Regions from separate parts of the Arachis hypogaea genome. Here region 2 is linked to region 1. Evidence: chromatin contacts called from public Hi-C data. All regions are on one chromosome and are shown on one strand. Each heading gives the region's core, a stretch centred on a gene start, on an enhancer-like site or on the middle of the called end of the contact. The rest is flanking DNA. Distances are from core to core; before and after follow the strand shown. Region 1 has its middle 36 kb from the start of LOC112741947. Region 2 holds the start of LOC112741949 (vesicle-associated membrane protein 721).

Region 1 (5,536 bases), core at 1,403-3,902:
TTGTCTCCTTTCCGAGTTTGAAATCAATTTTATATGGTGGAGTACTCGTTTGGCTTTAGTGACGAAGTTGATATGATTAAATATACGTTTTTGTTTGTTTCTTTGTTTTAAAAACAAGTGGAAAACCCACAAAATTTGCACCTCCTCTCTCATCATTTTTCTAATTACAGGACTTGCATTGTTCCATCTCAAACTATCTATCACACATGTCTCTTTCTTTCATCACATGGAGCTATGTTAAATAAACAAACCCAATAAAATAAAAGGTCAAAAAAACTATTATTATTATTATTTTAAATAGTTATTCGTTAGTGGGTGGAAAGCAACCACATGGCATATATGTTAGCATATCCACGCGTTAGAAGTTTCAATAATAATTAAATAGGAGGTGTAGTACTTGGCTTAATCTAGTTTAGTTTAATCTTATATCACTTATCAGAAATGAAAATTTCATCAACATGTGAGGGGAATAATTTCTATATATTATAGGAATTTTTAGTTGTCGTAGGTTATATCATATACTATTTTCCTATATTATTTTATGGAGTGTGCATAATAATGCAACTATTATTGTGCACTGAACATTCAAGTTCGTTATTGCTATTTTGAGGTTGTAATTGAAAGTAATCCAGCCAAATATATGAAGATATATATTATTGAACGGACGAAATTTCAAAGTACAGCACAAACTTCATCATTTTGCTAACTTTTTATTTATATCACCAATAGTTGTCACTTTTTATCACCAAAATAATATTTATGGTCACTTAATTATTAAGGAAAAAATTAGTAAGTACAAACTCTCAGTATTTTTAATATAAAATAATAAATTTGTCAAATGATATAAGCTACTCCTAGGAGTATGAGCTAATAGTTAAATAAATAAATAAATAACTCACCCATGATATTAGCACTGCACAATAGTTGTGTTAGAATATATATCTAAGATATTATATATTAGTAGAGTATCCAAATCTAGCTCATATTATTTTTTGTTGATTTAATTTGATATTAGATTAATTTTCTCATTATACTTGGATTATATCTTTAAGTTATAAATACCAAATTTATTTTATAATTCATCATAAATTCTAAACAGGTTGTATATAAATTAAATGTGGAAAAATACATGATAATCCTTTCCTGATAGTGGTTAGTGTTTGAACAAATAAATTGTTAATAAACATGATAACAGATCAGATATAAATCAAATCGAAGAGAAGATGTAACGTTAACTTTGCTCCTAGATACACTTTATTAATTATGGCTTATATTGTTTGATGAATGATATTTTTCATCCCAAAATAAATTAAAGATATATACAATAAAATGAATACCTTGAAACATGTCATTATTTCAAGAAAACAATGATACAATAAAAATATTGGGTCTTGATAATAGGTATTCCAAAGACATACTTGAACAGTAGCTGTATAACATAATTTTTTTTTATTAAAAACAAATTAAATTTTATTATTTGACAATGCATTTTATATGCAATTGTCCCTTTTTCAGTAACTAATTAAAGCCTATGAATATATATTATTATTGTGGTTCCGATCCATAACATGTTGAGTATAGCTTTAGAAGCAAGGAAACCAAAATTAATTAAATAACATTATTGGCATCAAATAAAAGCTTCGTTAGGTGAAACATCCATGCTCTAGACAATGACAATGCAAATAATGATGAAGTATATCAAAATCTCACACATTGCCGCCTTAATACATAATAATAATATTTGCTATTAACACCTGTCTTGTGTCAACCGTTTTCAGTTTTCCTATGGCCTGTTTTGACCAATGTAAACAAAACATGTTGATTCATCATAAATCGTTTTTAAGTTTGAATAACAGGATATGTCAAAAACAGAGAGATGATAATATACGTTAAGATATATATAGATGATAGATGTGTTGGTATTTTCTTTGCATCAATGTTTTTGTTGGACCTATGCAAATGCTTTTTTGTGGAATTTCAATTCCCTGGCCATGATTGAAGGTGACAAAATGCTTATTGAAGATTGACCTTAATTTGATGGGAGATTATGTGTTCATTCATGCGTATATTATTATAATTCTAAGATGGGTTGAAATTAGATAACAAAATATGTCAGTGTCATTATTTAGTTTAATAAATAATAATGACAATGAGAAATTAAGGAATACTATATTTTTACGGTCCGGTTAGATGAGTAGATGACCAACAACTTTTTGGCCAATATATAATTAACACTAATAAAAAAGTTAATAACATGATTCACATGTACATATTTATGTGCATAAATTAATAAAATGTCAAAAATTTAGTGTATTAGGTAGCTTTAAACCAAAAGTTATTACTCCTCTAATATTTTAGTATCTTTTATTGATAAGCAATAGAATCGTGTCTTAAAACAAATTGTTGAATTAAATTTGGGCCTACTCAGGTTTTTTTTCGATGGTTCATTACGTTACATTTGGAAAACAAATTAAACAAGTTCGTTTAGGTATTTAAAAAATTGAATGGCAAATTCATGTCTACTCGATTCTACCAAAAGAAAAAGGATAAAAATTCATTACATTATATTTTTGTTAAGAGTTATTTTATGGACTAGATTAATAGGACACGTAGTAGAATACACAAAAAGAGTGAGTTTAGAAAATATAATGGGCTTAGTTATAAAAAATTCCAACCTGAGTTTTAATATTTAATGGGTAAAAGCCCACAGGGACAATGAAAGCCCATCAGAAGAGTCTGATTTGAGGCCTTAAAAAGAGCCATTTACCCACTGATCTAAACTCTGAAGTAAAGCAAAATTTTTTCATAGTAGTGGACTCTTATTTTATTAGGAGTTGGATCCACATGAAATAGTTTCATCACCAGAAAAAAGAGGATGAAGCCGACATAAATCAAAAGATTAGATGTGTCCTTGAAACTTGAAAGGATTGCTTATTCCATCTAAATCAGTGAGGTCCAAATGTACAATCTTATGTTGCTATCTTATCTTTTGTTCCATCCATTTCATATATTCTACCACCACTCCACCACAAGTTCTTGTCTACTATCTTAATCTTCATCATAAAAGACGCATAACTATGTATCTTTTCATCAAGAAAGGGGGGGGGGGGGGGACAAAGAGAAGAAAAGATGTACCTGATGATGATTAATCGTTTTCGATGTTTCCATTGATGACAATAGTGATCCATAAAAAATAGGTTCGTGGTGTCTAGATTCAAATTCATAATTTTGGATTTCTTTGATATGATTATTGTTAATGGGCCTAATCGTCAAACATAAAAATAGATGGTTACAATATGTATAGCGAAAACTATATTGAACCAGTGGATGAATAAGAAATGGGTCTATCATTGGTCAAGATGGTAAGTGTTCCGAAGGTTACTTGAAATTGGGTTTTTTTATTTGAATGTGAGGTTCAAACGTTTTTTGGGAAGCGTCCGATGTCTACTATGTCGAGGTGCCACCATCCGAGTTCCTCGTGAGGAGGTGGGGGTAGTACTTACAAGAAACTCCGATGCTTAAGTTAGTAAGGGTTTAAGCAGGTTTTTAGTAGATTGAGTCCAAAGTGTACCTGAAGGTGTCAGAGTATTTATAATTGTACATGTAGAGTCCATAACCACCTTTTTGAATAACTCTACCTTTAATGGTGGATAACCGTCCACTTTTGTTGAGAAGGTTGTTGAGATTTTCCTTCTAGATGAATGGAAGAGATTATAGTAGTTATTAATTTGGGTAGGTAGGACTGATGTTGGTGTTGTCGAGCCCGACCTTCACAAGGTCGGGTAAGTGCTAGTGAAGCCTTTATATGTTGTTTGGGTTTACTTACTTTGGGCCTGGTTGTTCTTTGTGCCAAGATATGAACACTGCTCCTATTTGAGACCGAACTTCATCAGATCGGACTCAAGCATTTACAAGTCGGACTTGTCTTATTACGGTGTTGGTTTATCACGTCGGGTAAACCGCCTTTCGAGGAGTTAGGTCAGGTACTCGACGTGTTCGTGAATCTGAAACGTTGCGTCTTTTTATAATCCTTCGCACGTTTCTTATGGTTACTTGAGTAACCGTGCGCGTCATAAATGAGGGAGGGTGAATTTACTGTTTGGCCTCTAGAGTCTTATATATATTCAACCCCTTTTTTCTTTCTTCTTTTTGCTTCTTCTTCTGGGATTTTTACTTCATCTCTCTCAAGGCTTTTCATTTCATCGTAACTCCATTTTTCATTTCAAGATTTTTCTGTCTTGAATTTCTACTTTGAATTGTCATTCGTGCTTGCTTGAAGATTTCTGGAACGTTCGTGTTTTGCTATTACGTGCATTCCTTCAATCGATCCTCCATCAAGGTTGGTCTTGCCTTTCTTGTTTTATTTTTTGCACCCATGTTTCTTGCTGGATAATGCATTTGTGCCTCTGACGCAGTTGGTGTTTGTGTAAAAAAATGATTTCTTGGTGGTGTTTTGTTGATGTTCCTTAAAAATATATCTGTTTGTTGTAACCTTTTTGGTTGTGGTTGAAGGGAGGATTGTCCCTCCTGTAGCTGATGACCTTCCTTCTGGAGATCTAAAAACAATAAGTCCCCGAGCTAAGGAGAACTCCCAAGGCTTCCCGACTCAAATGGATGAAGAACTTCCCTCTTCTTCAAACCCCTTTGTCGAGACCCTCCCTGCAACTTAAGATGAAGGTGTTGCTGACTTGACCACTGGCGAACAAGGCATTTCTTAGTTTATTTTCATAAACTCTCTGGTATTCTATGGCCCTTTAAAAAAATTTTTATAATTTATTTTGTGGTAGTTTTTATGTGAATTAACAAATATCTTCTGAATATCTTTGCTTAAATTGTGAGTTGTTGTAGCTACTTTCGGATTTCTGTAGCTTTGTATCTTAGTAAAAATTTTGACAAGTTACTGAGGACTCTCTTTTGAACTTGATTTGGCTGAGTTATTTTACGAGGCCAGATAACCTATTTTGGGGGTGTCGGCCGGTGGAGGTTGGACACTTAGTTAGATCATTCTTTTACGAGGTCGAGACTATATGTTTCCTTAGTCGGGACATTCTATAAGTTAGGTACCGACTTTAAGTAGTCGGTTTTATCAAGTTATTTCTGCGATTCGTTTTAGGCTTGCCTCTTTTGCCAACTTTCTTTTAAGTGGCTTTAATGAGGTTAGGTCACCATCTACTTATATAACTTCTTCTACTAATTTGGACCTCGTCGCTTTATCTTGCCGACCATCTTGGTCGGGCAATAATTCTTGCACTTTTTCGAGTTTAAATTAGTGCGTGTGGTAGAACAATCAATAGAATAAAGGATGAATTATCATTAATGAAAATGATTTACAAGTGCTTTTCACTACTAAGAGTTTTCTTTATGTCTAACTCCTAGCCCTTGTTATGATGCCTCGTTAAAACCCCTCCAGAAAAATCCTTTTTGGAAAAAAACCATGAACTAAGGAAAAAGAGTATTTAGGGAATAAGGTTCGCTTTCTAACTGTAGTACCTTTTTATGTTACATGCGTGCTACGACCTTGGGAGTTCGTTCCCTT
Region 2 (5,536 bases), core at 1,320-3,819, 160 kb after region 1:
AATACAATCAGCTTCATCTTCATGTTCTGCAGCCACATTTTTCTACGAATTTTGGTCCCTGAAGTCCTAAAGTCTTGTGCCTGTCTCAAAAAATCTCAATCATGAATGAAACAGGATTTTGTCTTTTAAAATTATAAAAAAAAAAAAAAAAAAAAACCCTAGGATTGGGAAGCGGGGTACCAGGAGACTAGTAATCAGTATTGCATCAAAACTATCAAATATCAAGAGGCTTATTAAATGAACCTCAAGCATATATAAGAAATTTCATACGTCCAAGAATCAAGACCTTTCAGGGAGAGAAGAACATGCAGATACACGTAAACGACATACTAACCTGATTATGAAGGTTCTCGGTCTTGTCAACTAGAAGCTCTATCTTTTCTCCCCTGTCCAGAACCTACATTATATTATGAACAAGTCAATATGATTGAGCAAATGCTTTATGTTACAATAAAAAAATATAATGAGAAGTCAATGAACAATTGAACATGGAGTTAGTTTTCAGTTACAATATTTGAGCTAGATTATTTCAGCCACAGACAACTGTAATGATATACAACAAATTTGCATAAATGTCACCCTATCTCAGAAGGATAATATTAAATAATTCACCTACAAACAGTAGCCGACTGACCAACACATCAACTTAAACGCTGTCAAACCTATACAGCTCTAGAATTGACAAATTCCCGGCTGTTCAGTCATCATTTCCATCTTTTGGGGAAAAAAAAAGGTTCGTAGCTGGAGAATATCCTACTATCCATGATTATCTCCATCAAATCTCAAATTTTTCCCAGTCAAGAAACTTATCTATGAAACGCCAACTAACATGAGCATAACCCACCTTCAAATCTAACTTAACAATAATTTGCTCTCAACACAGAAATCTTAAATCCATTTGCTCCATTGAAATGGGTTATGATGAAATGGCTTCTTTTTACCTTGTGCCTTAGGGTATGGACAATAGACAACAAATGTCAGAAATGGACATGAATCGGGGAATGTAAAACCCATCAGGACCAAATTTTCCTTGCTCCTCCTGGGCCCTGTTCCTCCAAAGGCTTCCTTTTTACTAAATTAATTGGCCAAGCTACATGCACAACTAAAGTTTCCTGTTTTATTTTAATTAAAGTTTCAAAACCAGATCAACAGATACTATGGGGAAAAAAAACTGCATATCTAATTGAAACGAAGTTCTCACGTTTCTACAGTGACTTGAAATCCAAAAAGAACAAGAATATATAACCGATAATACCTCGGATCCAAATCTGACATGCTTAACCAGTTAAAATATCAACAATGTATAACAGCATGAGTTTGAGAAGTTTGAAAAAGTTGCTGACTAAACTAATATAACAGCCTCATTAATGATGTTTAAGTATTATGTTAATTTTCCAAAGATCCACTGTGTTATGACATGTCTTTTTTATTTTTGAAATTTTAAAGAGCATCTATGCTTTGTAGAAACACAACACCTATGATCCACCAATTTGATCTCTTCGATTTCAGCAGTAACAACTATATCGCCATAAGCCAACACACCAGCGTGGGCAGTGCCCATAAATCACAGCTCGCAAGGCATCTGTATGTACCTTTTCAATATTCTCCATCATGACACCCTTAACTTCAGAGACCTGATTCTGAACCTTGGCAAGCTTGCTTATCTCCTCAGGGTGATCGATGCAGTATTGCATATGCTCCTTCAATTTCGGCCTGCACCATCCAAACAAAACAAAACAACACAATTTACACAAATTCAAACAAATCAACCTCCATAATCAATTAGTCTCGATTCTCACGACAGCACAAAACACAAAATTACCCAAACTCCTTGTTAAGGCTGTTGGCGGCAGCATTAGCACCGGCCTTATCGGAGGCACCATATTTAGAAACAAAATCATCCTTCACTCGCTCCAGAAACGCAATAGGAACCTGCCTTCCAGCAGTTTCATCCGCAACAACACAGTAAGCTGAAAAACGACAATGCAGCATTTCAAATCACTCAAACACAATGAGAATTCCACCCTAACAATCATCTGAGCAAAAATGCATACATATATACACAAAATTGAATCAGAGGAAAACAGATCTAGAGAGAAAAAGAGAGGAACCGACTGAAGCCATTGTCGACGAGGAAGTTGAATGTGTGGCTGTCGCAGTTGTAGGTGAACTTGTTGTTGGAGGAAGGAAGCTTCTGGAGGCACTGGAAGGCGATGGTGTTGAAGTTGCCGCTGAATTCAGTGTACTCTGCAAGAACCACGGTTCCGCGAGAGACGAAGGCGTAGATCAGAGATTTCTGGCCCATTTTTCTTTTGATTTCTTCTGATTCAAGATCAGATCTGAGTAGTAATACAAAGAAACCAGTGGTTTTGCTTCTTCTGCTTCTGTCGAATCGAATCGCTTCTTAACCAACGAACGCTTCTTTCTACTTTTTCTTTTGAAAGGGAAGATGATAGAGACAATAAAAACAAATAGCAAATTTTGATTATTGAATTATTCTTAATATTTTATTTATTAAAAAATTGTCAAAAACTAATTTTGGACATTCCTCGCAAAAGAAGCACGAGAGGAGGATTTTATTTAGGAAGCCGTTGGCTTTTGAAGTTAACTACTAATAAAGTCATTATTTATTTGAGTTTAATATAGGTATAATTTATTCTATTATACTAATGAATAAAGTTTTATATTTAAGTGATAATTCTAATCAAATTCAATCAAATATTTTAAATTCATATACACGTTTTGTTGTCACAAATTCATGCACACAAGTTTTACTGCCGTCGCTTCTTCTTTTAAATTGAGGTTCACTTGATATTGCTATTAAGTATTAACTAAATTTTTTTTCATTTAAAAAATTTTAGTTTATTTTTTAGTTTAATTTAGGTTCATTTGATTTCATTTTGCTTGAATTTGTTGCACTTGTTCATGTGTAGTTGTTTAGTTGATTTTTGTTCAAATTTAAATTAATTTCAGTTTATTTGTGAATTAATTGAGGTTCACTTGATGTTGCTGTTAATAACCAAATTTTTTATTCCTTAAAAAATTTCGATTCATTTCTTAATTTAATTTAGGTTCATTTGGTTTCGTTTCACTTGAATTTGCTGAACTTGTTCATGTGTGATTGTTTAGTTAGTTTTTGTTCAAATTTAAACTAATTTCGGTTCATTTTTGAATTAACTAATGTTCACTTTATACTGCTATTAATTATTGACTAAATTTTTTATTCCTTAAGAAATTTCGGTTTATTTCTTAGTTTAATTTAGATTCATTTGATTTCGTTTCATTTAAATTTCTCCTTCTCATCTTCTGCTTCGTCTTCTCCTTCTTTTTCATCTTTTTTCATCTTCTCCTTCTCATTTTATTTTTTCAAAATTTTTCTTGATTTACTCTCTTGAGAAGAATAAAACCATGAAAAAGAGAAGGAGAAGAAGAAACAAAAATAAAATGCAGCAACAATATTGTTAGTGTTGCAAGTGTGAGGAGTGTTGAAGTTAGTCCCACATCAAAGAAAGTATGGAAGAGTGAGGAGTTTATAAGATGAGAGACCCATTAACTTGACACCTTAAGGTTTTGAGTTGGATGTGGTGTCTTCTCATTTTATGTTCTCTCACTTGATTTCTCCCTGAATTCTCCCCGGTTGTCGAGAGCTCCCCACGATTTTCCCAAGAAGGAGAATTTATGACAACTTGATTAAATTTGGTTACAAAAAATATTTAAATGTGTAGTAGTACTCTATACTAATATGCTATGAATTTAATTTTTATTTATTGTGAGTATAAAACTGTTTTATGAATGCATTCAATAATACAACATTACATTTATAAAAATAATTATCTTTTACTTTATGAATAATTGTCAAAAAAAATAGTTATAATTGCATAACTACATTTTATATCGTACTATATAAAAGTTAAATTCATAATTTTATATTTTTTTAAAAGTGAAAATTTAGATATAATTTTTTTATATTAATAATTAAAATTAATTAAATAATAATTTAATTAAAAAATTAAATTATTTAATAATTTTTAATTATTAATTTTATGTAAAATAATTTCTATTAAATTTTTATCCTCGTTAATATACAAATAAATGTATAAATTAAAATAAAATTTATATATAATTATTTTAATATAAAATTAATTAAAAATTATTAAATAATTTAATATATTTAATTAAATTTATTATCAAATTATATTAATTAATAATTTTATATAAAAATAATTACACGCGAATGTTTAGTATAAATAAATTGAGGAAATAAAGAGAAAACGCAGAGTCACAGTGGATAGCGGCTAGTGGGGTACCGTTGGCCGGGAACCTGGTGGCAACAAATTAATAATGGATTTATAATTCTTAGTATGAAAAGAATTTTAAAATTAAAAAATGCTACTTATTTTTTAAAATTTAGTTTTTATTCAATATTTTTAAAAATTTATTATTATTTAATTAATTTAAATATTTATTTTCATGTATTAATTATTTAAAAAATAAAAAAATTATTTATTTTTTATTTTTTCTTTTAAACATTAATTAAAAAATAATATTTAAAAAATACTTAATTATACTGTTTAAAATTACTAAATATATATATTAATTAAAGTTACTAAAATATTAATATTTCAAAATTTTCTTAAATTAACTATGATAGTGGTCCATGCCTTCCAGCAAAAAAGAAAAAGGTAACGGCGCATCCATTCACTTTGACACTTCCAACTCACCATTCTGACTGTAGTCGCTACTCGCTAATCCACAATATTATTAATAGTTAAATCTTTAACTAAAATTTAAATTTATAAAAAAATTAGTCAATAATCTATTGATATAGTTATTAAGTTAAGTAATATATATTATATTTTTTAAGTGTACCTCTTCTCTGAATTATGTATTAATATGAGATGTATATACAAAACTATCTTTTTTCTTAATTGAATTTTAAATTGGTCGATAATTATTTTTGCAATTTTTATTATATATTATATTATATAGAATATAAAGAAATATAACAAGTTTTCTCCTTAAATACTACTGTGTTTAATTTTTACATATATCATGGATAGATTGTCTAGCCAATTATTTATTTAAGGACTAATATATCGGCAAGAAAAAATACTATAAAAAATAATTTGGGATTCTACTTTTTATTTAATTAGTAGTGGATTTTTAAAGTATAATGTACTTTTAACTCTTTAAAATACAAGTTTATTGTCATTATCATTTTAGCAATGATTTCAGTCTTTAATATGATCCATCTTATTCGTTAAAAGAAAGACCAATAAGTTGTAACTTCTAACATAACCAATCTAATATGGTAGTGCAAAAGTTTGAGCAACAAGGAAATCAGCATTGCCGACACCATAGGTTGAGATAACTGAATTTGGCTAATAACAATGGATAATGAAATATGACTACCCTTAAATTTACAAATAGATAGAAATTCATTGATGCCTCAGGCTAACCAGTTCAATGTCAAATATAAGTGTCCCTAAAGTGGAGCCTTCTCCATTAGCAAGACGAGTTGGATTAAATATGGTTG

Evidence for each region. Hi-C and Micro-C count contacts between places; a contact is called where the count stands out from the background.
Region 2: a Hi-C map of leaf shows a contact between it and region 1, with 2.2 times the contacts expected there. The contact joins the promoter of LOC112741949 here to the enhancer-like site in region 1. A contact is called at or near these places in 3 of 8 Hi-C or Micro-C datasets (leaf and an unstated tissue).

Annotation. Positions count from the first base shown.
Region 1 is chr14:34,418,264-34,423,799 of arahy.Tifrunner.gnm2.J5K5, forward strand. No RefSeq gene overlaps it. Among protein-coding and RNA genes, the nearest start is that of LOC112741947, 36 kb to the left of the region's middle. Within about 2 kb of position 2,653, at least 3 of the 3 cell types and tissues checked have open chromatin away from gene starts, as enhancers often do.
Region 2 is chr14:34,577,981-34,583,516 of arahy.Tifrunner.gnm2.J5K5, forward strand. LOC112741949 (vesicle-associated membrane protein 721) reads right to left here and starts at 2,570. Exons shown (of 5, transcript XM_025791143.3): 1 at 2,116-2,570; 2 at 1,823-1,970; 3 at 1,593-1,713; 4 at 335-397; 5 at 1-80. The coding sequence starts at 2,305. It overlaps LOC112741951 (peptidyl-prolyl cis-trans isomerase FKBP17-1, chloroplastic), which reads right to left. Exons shown (of 4, transcript XM_025791144.3): 4 at 5,324-5,536. The coding sequence ends at 5,439.